Linked DNA regions of Mus musculus: region 2 is linked to region 1. A link is a contact called in public HiChIP or PLAC-seq data. All regions are on one chromosome and are shown on one strand. Each heading gives the region's core, a stretch centred on a gene start, on an enhancer-like site or on the middle of the called end of the contact. The rest is flanking DNA. Distances are from core to core; before and after follow the strand shown.

Region 1 (3,607 bases), core at 631-3,130:
GTGGGTGATAGGAATTGAACTCAGGACCTCTGGAAGGGCAGTCGGTGCTCTTAACCACTGAACCCTCTCTCCAGCCCAATAAAATCTTTTTAAAACAACCTGCCTTGGGCAGGTGTGGTAACACCCACAGAGATCAGAGGCAGAAAAACCTCTGTTAGTTCCATGCCAGCCTGGTCTACGTAAAAGTTCCAGGCCAGCCAAGGGTACACAGTGAGACCATATCTCAAAATAAGTGAATAAAATATAAATAGATAAAATTAAGACCTAGCTGAAAAACAAAACAAAACGCTGATAGCAATCTAGTTCAGACCACGTACTACAAATCGTTTTCAGTTTCATCCCAATTATTATTCCTTATAATCACTTTATCCAATAATTATGAACAAGTTAGAAGTCCCTGTATTTAAATTCATGCTGAAAGACTGGGTCTTCTCCAAATACCCATGGGTACTTAGCATAAGATACTCGATTCCATATAAATGGGACAGAATCTTCCATATCTATTGTCAGAATTTCCAGTTTTCCAAGGCAGTCATTTGGTGGAGAAAATGGAATTTGATGACTTCAGTTCTAATCTTGAATTTGCTGCTATATGATTTCCTCGTCTCTAGTAAGCCACAACCGTTCCGGTCCTTAAGAAATCTATTATCTCAGCACCCCTATCTGTCTGATAATAGTGAAAAGAGCATTACTCACTTATTCAAATGGGGCTTAAGAAGCCCCAAGACCACAGCAAATCTCCCTCGATCGTCTTCATTTTCTCCGCATAGGAATCCTGCCACAGAACTGCACTCAGTAACTCTAAGCAATAAAGACAGCACCTCACCAGCAACATGCTGAGATGCTGGACTGGTCCATGGCTGCTTCAATCTGTGAGTGATGGCAAAAATATACACGGGTCCTGACATGTGACGGAGGCCTGTCTTCCACGCAGGGCAGTCGGGAGAACTCTTGGCAGCTTCAACCTTCCCCAACAGCTTTAGAAACAGTGAGCCAACTTCAGTCGCCTTCTCGGGCACTTCGGGATGCTCTTCGACCCCATCTGCCTTCTCCTCGGGTGCTGCGAACTTCTCCAGGGCTCTCACCACCTGCCCCAGGATCTCGGGCATCCCCCGGAGGGATCCCCCACTCCCACTCCCCTCAAAGAATCTGTCACCTTCGGCGGCTTCTATTAAAGCGCCGAGGTCTTTAAGAGCCGCATTTCTTGCGCCGCCCTGTCCTGATGACTTTGGGCGGCTGAGACGGTTCAGAATCTTGGAGAAGGCTGGTTCGAGGGCCGGGGGAGAGCCCTCTGCAGGCAGGGAGCAGCCGACCCCCGACTTCTCTTCGGCACTGTCCAGCTTCATTCCTAGTCGCACCGGAGGGGCTGGGCTCGCCCCCCCCGCCCCCCCCGGGGGGGGACAGAGACCAAATGGGGATGGTGTCTGGAGTCTCGGAGGGAAGGTCGTCCGGGGCTCGGTGTCCCCCAACGAACAGAACTAAAACCAGGCACAGCTAAAAGGCGAGATGTCTCACTGTCTTGACGCAAGGATCGAGTGTCAATCCACCCAGTAAAGTGGCTGTAAGAAGAGAGCCTCAAGCCGGGCAGTGGTGGCGCACGCTTCAGGAGGCAGAGGCAGGCAGATTTCTGAGTTCGAGGCCAGCCTGGTCTACAGAGTGAGTTCCAGGACAGCCAGGGATACACAGAGAAACCCTGTCTCGAAAAAAAAATAGGAGAGCCTCAAGCTCCTAACACGTAGCGAAATTTGTCTTTCCGAAAACTCAAAAAAGAAAAAAAAAACAGTTAATTTTAAAGACAAACTACTGAACCGTGACACCAAAAAGGCTCCCGAAACCAAGCGCTCTTCCAGTACGGTAGCTGTATTCCGCAACTTCCGGCCCTGGAGAGCATTGTAGCCGTAAAGCAAAACTAACTTCCGCCAGCGGAGCCGCAACGCTTCTTTTTACGACTCGCGACCAGAAAGCAACAAACAGTCCGTCAGAGAAGGAAGGGGTAAAAGGTGGAGCATGAAGGATATATTTGCATAACTAAGCGTTCGCTCATTAAGTTTGTTCCTGATTTCATCTGCTAGGCTAGAAACAAGAGAATTCTCGCAAAATCCTAGTAACAGTTTGAAATTGTACTAGATTTTGTGTGCAAAAGCTAAATAGAGCGGCAGCATATTAGTCACCCTCTTTGAAAAACTGGTGAGACTTACTCGATACTTCGCAAGCTAACAGTAAGGCCGATCCTTTCTGGTTCATAAAGCGTGATGATTGGGTGTTCACGCCATTGCGTGACATGTGCCGCCCATAAACCTTGTTACGACGTGGGCACATTACCCGTCTGACATGAACTTAGGAGGATCCTCCACTTCTGGTTCTTGTGTAGATTAGAGTTATGCCCTGTTTTTTACTTCTTGGTTCAGTCAGGTAGGATTACTGGTTAGGTAGTGGAAAGTGTCCAGGGTACCTGGGACTAATACATTATTACTAAAGTACATTCCATTCCTAAGAGAAACTGAAAGTGACAGAGTTATGCTTCTTACAAGTCGCTCTGGTACAATTCACTTCTTTCTAAGAAAAATTGTTTTATTAAGTTATTACTCTGATGTGTATAAATGCTTTGTTCACATGCGTATATGTGTACCTGGTGCCCCCCCTGGTCCCCGCGGAAGCCAGAAAACAGTGTCCAGTTCTCTGAACTTGAATTTCTGGAGTTTGTTAGCCATGGCATGTTCTTAACTGAACCATCTTTCCACTCCAAGACATGCTCTTCTTAGTGTTACACTATTTGCCACTACACTACCAGTGATGCCTGTGTGGCTTTTTTTCCCCCCTTCACTTCTCTGTGTGACCTCTTGCAAACGGCAATAGCTCAGATCTCTATGTCTTAATTTCTGTATTGGGGAAACAAATGTAGATAATTACTGGTCCCCATCTCTTAGGACTGTTGGGACAATTTTTAATGTACATAAATGCCGGGAACAATATCTGATCAGCATAAAGTTCATAGAGGTGTTAGTTCCCATTGTTATGCAACAGCACCAACATTAATTTACATTTCTTCTTTCCAAGAAAATCTGGTGATTAGAATTCTAACTCGGAACCTCTTTCTTCTGGCTTTTCCCACTCTGACCAATTGGTGGCACTCTGATCAATCACTGCTAACCACTTCCAAGAGAAACCTTCCCTTAACAAAAGCAGCTTGAGGCCAGTCAATAAGAGGTTATTGTGTCTGTACTGTGTGGGACGTTTCTTTTCTGTAGCATGTGCCCTTTGTGTCCAGTGGATCCAGACGCCTTTCAGACTTGAGGAGTGCTCTGTATTGTTGAGATCTCTCGCTGGGTTTCCCAAAGCCCGAGCCAGCCATGCCTTTACTTCTATCTAGTGCCTGGCACAATTTAGTCAAGGCAACAAATGTATCCTGAATGCCCATGTCCACGCACAGAGGACAGGCTGGATTGACCACCCACACAATGCAGCTACATGGAGCTGCGTCCACACAATGCAGCTTGGTGCAGCTGCAGTGAGGGAGAAAAAGCAGTCTCTGTGTAACACCATGGAACTCTGGGAATATAGATAGGTGGAAGGAGCAGAGGGGAGGAAGGGTAGATAGATGCTCTCT
Region 2 (3,607 bases), core at 811-3,310, 830 kb before region 1:
ACCACCAGACACGGAGCAGGCCCTAGATTTGCTTTTGCTCTTCTTGCTCCTAGGCTATATTATTGTATGCATCTCCACTCTGACTGGCCATGATTTTTTTTTTTTTTTACTTTGTTCCATTCCAAAGCTCAATCCAATCTTTCCTTAGAGTTGCTGATGGGAGTGAATCAAATGATTGACAATTCAAATAGAACTGGATAAAAGTTCCATGAGATGATAAAGAAAACTATTACAACAAACTCCAATGTATGCCCTCAAATTGTTCATCTGCACCTAGAGAGTCATGGTCAGACTTGGAGTCCAGTTTCTAAACTCTGATTCTAACACCATGTTGGTGTTTTAAGAGGCTCATTTCTAAACTTCTTTTGATGCTCTATTTATCTTCCATTTTCTTGCATTCTTAATCTGAGTGCATCTAAAATTTTGCGTGTCTCCTCTTTCCTCAAGTGTTTTACCCTAATCCACTTTTATTATTCTCACTTCCCCTTTTCAAAAAAAAAATTGCAACATATTTTAGAAGAGCAATGTAAGTGGTCCACTCCTTGAGTCTTTCTAGCGTCAAATTCCTCAACGTTTCAATTTGGATTGGAAAGCTACTTAGTAGCTCTCATCATAAAAATCCAGCACAGTTTTATAAACAGATAAATGATCTCAGAGTCCTCACGGGTATAGAGTCATCACAGGTACAAATTACTTGTAGTGTCCTCCACACAACATAAGCAAGAAATAGAGTGGAGAGAGCACAGGATAGTATCATATAACATAACAATCTGTTATATAATATGATATTATCATTGTATGGATTCCTTTCATTGTACCCAAACCTCCTTCTTCCTAGAAAAATTATACAGGTTTATATGTCTAAGGCCAGCATAGTTTCTGCTCAACGGTAGTGCCTTATTCCAATTTATATTGATATTTTGATCCAGGCTATCTTTATTACTATTGAAAATCATTGCCAATCATTAGGAGCATGAAGCCATACCTTATCAAATTTAAACAGAAGTGGAGATTTAAAACGAAGATTTACTTGTTTTTATCTTATATGTATAGGTGTGTTGCCTGGTCACATGAATGCCTGATGCTCGCAGAGGCCACAAGAAGGCATCAGATCCCCTGGAACTGGAGTTACAGTTGGTTCTGAGGTGCCATATGTGTGCTAGGAATTGAACCTAGGTCCTGCAACAGTAACAAATGCTTCTAACCATTAAGCCATCTCTCTAGCTCCTCCAAAAGAGGAAATCTTCTAAACGGATCTTCTAGCAACAACGACAGCAGCAGCAGCAGCAGCAGCAACAACATTTTTCTGTATTAGATAGATGTGAATATTCTGATTCCAAATGGTGGAGATATCCCATGATTATATAGCTAATTTTATGTTCTGTGAGCCTTAGTTGGTTCTGGTGGTGGCACTTAGGACTGAGGGGCTGGGGAGGCAGAGCCAGCAGGTCTCCAGGGCTCACTGATCAGTCAGCTCACCTACTTGGCCAGTTCTAGGCCAGTGAGAGTAAAAGGTGGGCAGTATCTGAAGACTAGCACATAAGGTTTTGTTTTGTTTTTATCATGTTTTCCAGAAGGCTTTTTGATAAATGTACTCAAATATATATCCCAAGGTACCCTAAGTTCAGCAATTCATTTGTGTAATCTCTGTTTGATATCTTTTATGCTACAAGTTTGCTAGCTACTTCAGGATTCATTGGGTCCCAAACGTTGTTCAGAATGCCAAAAAAAAAAAGTGAGAAAAGCAATTTGTGTTTCTGTCTTGAAGAGGTGGAGTCCTCTGCCATTAGTGGAAAAAGGTGTCCCAGGAACAGATGTGAATCCAGAACACACCCAAGGCCAAACAGACTAATGCTAATAGCAGATTCTAAATCCTCTCCCTTGCTGCCTAGGCATATGTTCGTCATCTGATCCTTCCCTGAATGTTTCAGTCAGCTTCTGACAGGGTCCATTCCGGCTAGACATTCCCTGTGGCATGGGTGTCCAGGATGAGCGCTGCCACCTCATGACATACAACCATTTTCTGCGTTCTTCCCCTTTTCCTGTGACGTGTCCTGCATTGCGTGTGAGGGCTGCTTTGCCTATGTGGCAGCCCGACTGCTTTCCTGGCTTTTCCACTTTTGTGGTTACTTTGTAGTTGGGTGGTTTCGTTGGCCAGTGGATTGCCTAATCCTATCAAAGTTCCCTTCCTGGAAGAGCCGGGGCTAGAATTGGGTCAGGTATTGGAATGGGGTGAGCAATGGTGATAAAAATGAACTGAAATGTAGCCTGGATACATGGGGAAATAATGTTTTACATTTCTCAGCTGATGTTTGCACCATTTTTTGTAAAGCAACTCTAACAAAGAGTCTCAAAGGGCAGATCAATGTTAGTGTGCCTAAGGTCCCAGCAGGCATTGTTATTCTTGGTTCTCTGGGAATAAAGGAAACATGTGACAGGGTGGCCTTCAAATGAAGATTGAATGGAGATGTGGTAGGGCAGTAAGGGAAGTAGAAAGGTCTGACCATTAGCTGCTTCCATAAGATCTTCCTCTTTAGCCAGAGTATGTTGTCCCTTATGGCTTTCTATCCTCAATATATGAACAACATGCCTTACACATGGGACCTGTCTGTGTATGAGGGGAGTGCAAGCTCACAGAACCTTGACATTTTTTTTCTTCCTCTATTTTTGCCATCATCATGGTTGCCACTTCCTTGAGTCTTTTTGGATCAAAGTGTTGTTGTTCATAGTTTTGGCCCTGTAGTTGTTTAAGTACAGTCCTCAGGTTTGCCTGTAAGCTGGGATGCGCTGCGTTCACTGTTTTTATTTCTACAGCTTTTGAATTCTTTTAGGAGGATTTTCCTCATTAAAAATAGAGGTGCTTATACTTTCCTAGAATTGCTGAGCCCTTCTGGTTCTGCTTCACAGTGTTCCCTTGTTTTATGTAAGATATTTGAGGTATACCAATGTTATGCAAGAAATCACTTTCTATAGAAATTGAGTTTAAACACAAATTAGGGAGTGGTTTCATGTAGACACAACCCAGAGTTGAATGCAATATTTCTGAAGCTTCCATTTGGGAATTTTGTTTAAATTGTCCTACTTCCTAAAACTTGGTTTGTAAGTGATTTTTCTTTTTCTTTTTTTTTTTCAAAAGCGACAATCATTGCTGTGTAAATTGCATAGTCACTAGTAAAAATCTTGCTTTTTTAACTTAAATAACTGGTGAAAGCCCATTACTCCCAATATACAGTCTTGGTTTCTTGAAACCCAAACCTTTACAAAGCCTAGGAAATGTTGACAGAAGTCCTTTCTTGATTAAACACACACACACACACACACACACACACACACACACACACACACACACACACACAAAACAAAACAAAAAAACTGTGTCCTGTTGTCATTAGGATATTAATATTTATCCAACAGTCATGCTTCAGTATAAACATTATGCCTGTGGTTTTGCTACTATGTTCTGATCACCATGTGCAGGAAGAAGGATCGGTTCTCCTGGCTGGCTTTGAAGCATAGCAGCTTGGGCAACAATCTGAGGTGAAAGAAATGAAATGGTTGCTGGGCTGTGTGTCCAGGCTAACCTTCATTTTCTGAGCACTCAGTGTTT

What was found. HiChIP or PLAC-seq counts read pairs in DNA pulled down with a chosen protein or histone mark.
Region 2: a contact with region 1 is called in an H3K27ac HiChIP or PLAC-seq map of acute myeloid leukemia, with 2.9 times the contacts expected there. The contact joins the enhancer-like site here to the promoter of Tti2 in region 1. A contact is called at or near these places in 1 of 39 promoter capture datasets (hippocampal neurons) and 5 of 115 datasets of contacts at active chromatin or transcription factors (acute myeloid leukemia, astrocytes, bone marrow-derived dendritic cells and 2 more).

What each region holds. Positions count from the first base shown.
Region 1 is chr8:31,148,589-31,152,195 of GRCm38.p6, reverse strand. It overlaps Tti2 (TELO2 interacting protein 2), which reads right to left and starts at 1,880. Exons shown (of 7, transcript NM_144927.3): 1 at 697-1,880. The coding sequence starts at 1,346. Snord13 (small nucleolar RNA, C/D box 13) reads left to right here and starts at 2,238; the gene lies at 2,238-2,335.
Region 2 is chr8:31,979,509-31,983,115 of GRCm38.p6, reverse strand. It overlaps a transcript of Nrg1 not described here. Among named protein-coding and RNA genes, the nearest start is that of Gm26578, 29 kb to the left of the region's middle. Within about 2 kb of position 2,060, at least 5 of the 459 cell types and tissues checked have an H3K27ac peak or open chromatin away from gene starts, as enhancers often do. A contact at or near this core is called in acute myeloid leukemia, where this site is marked.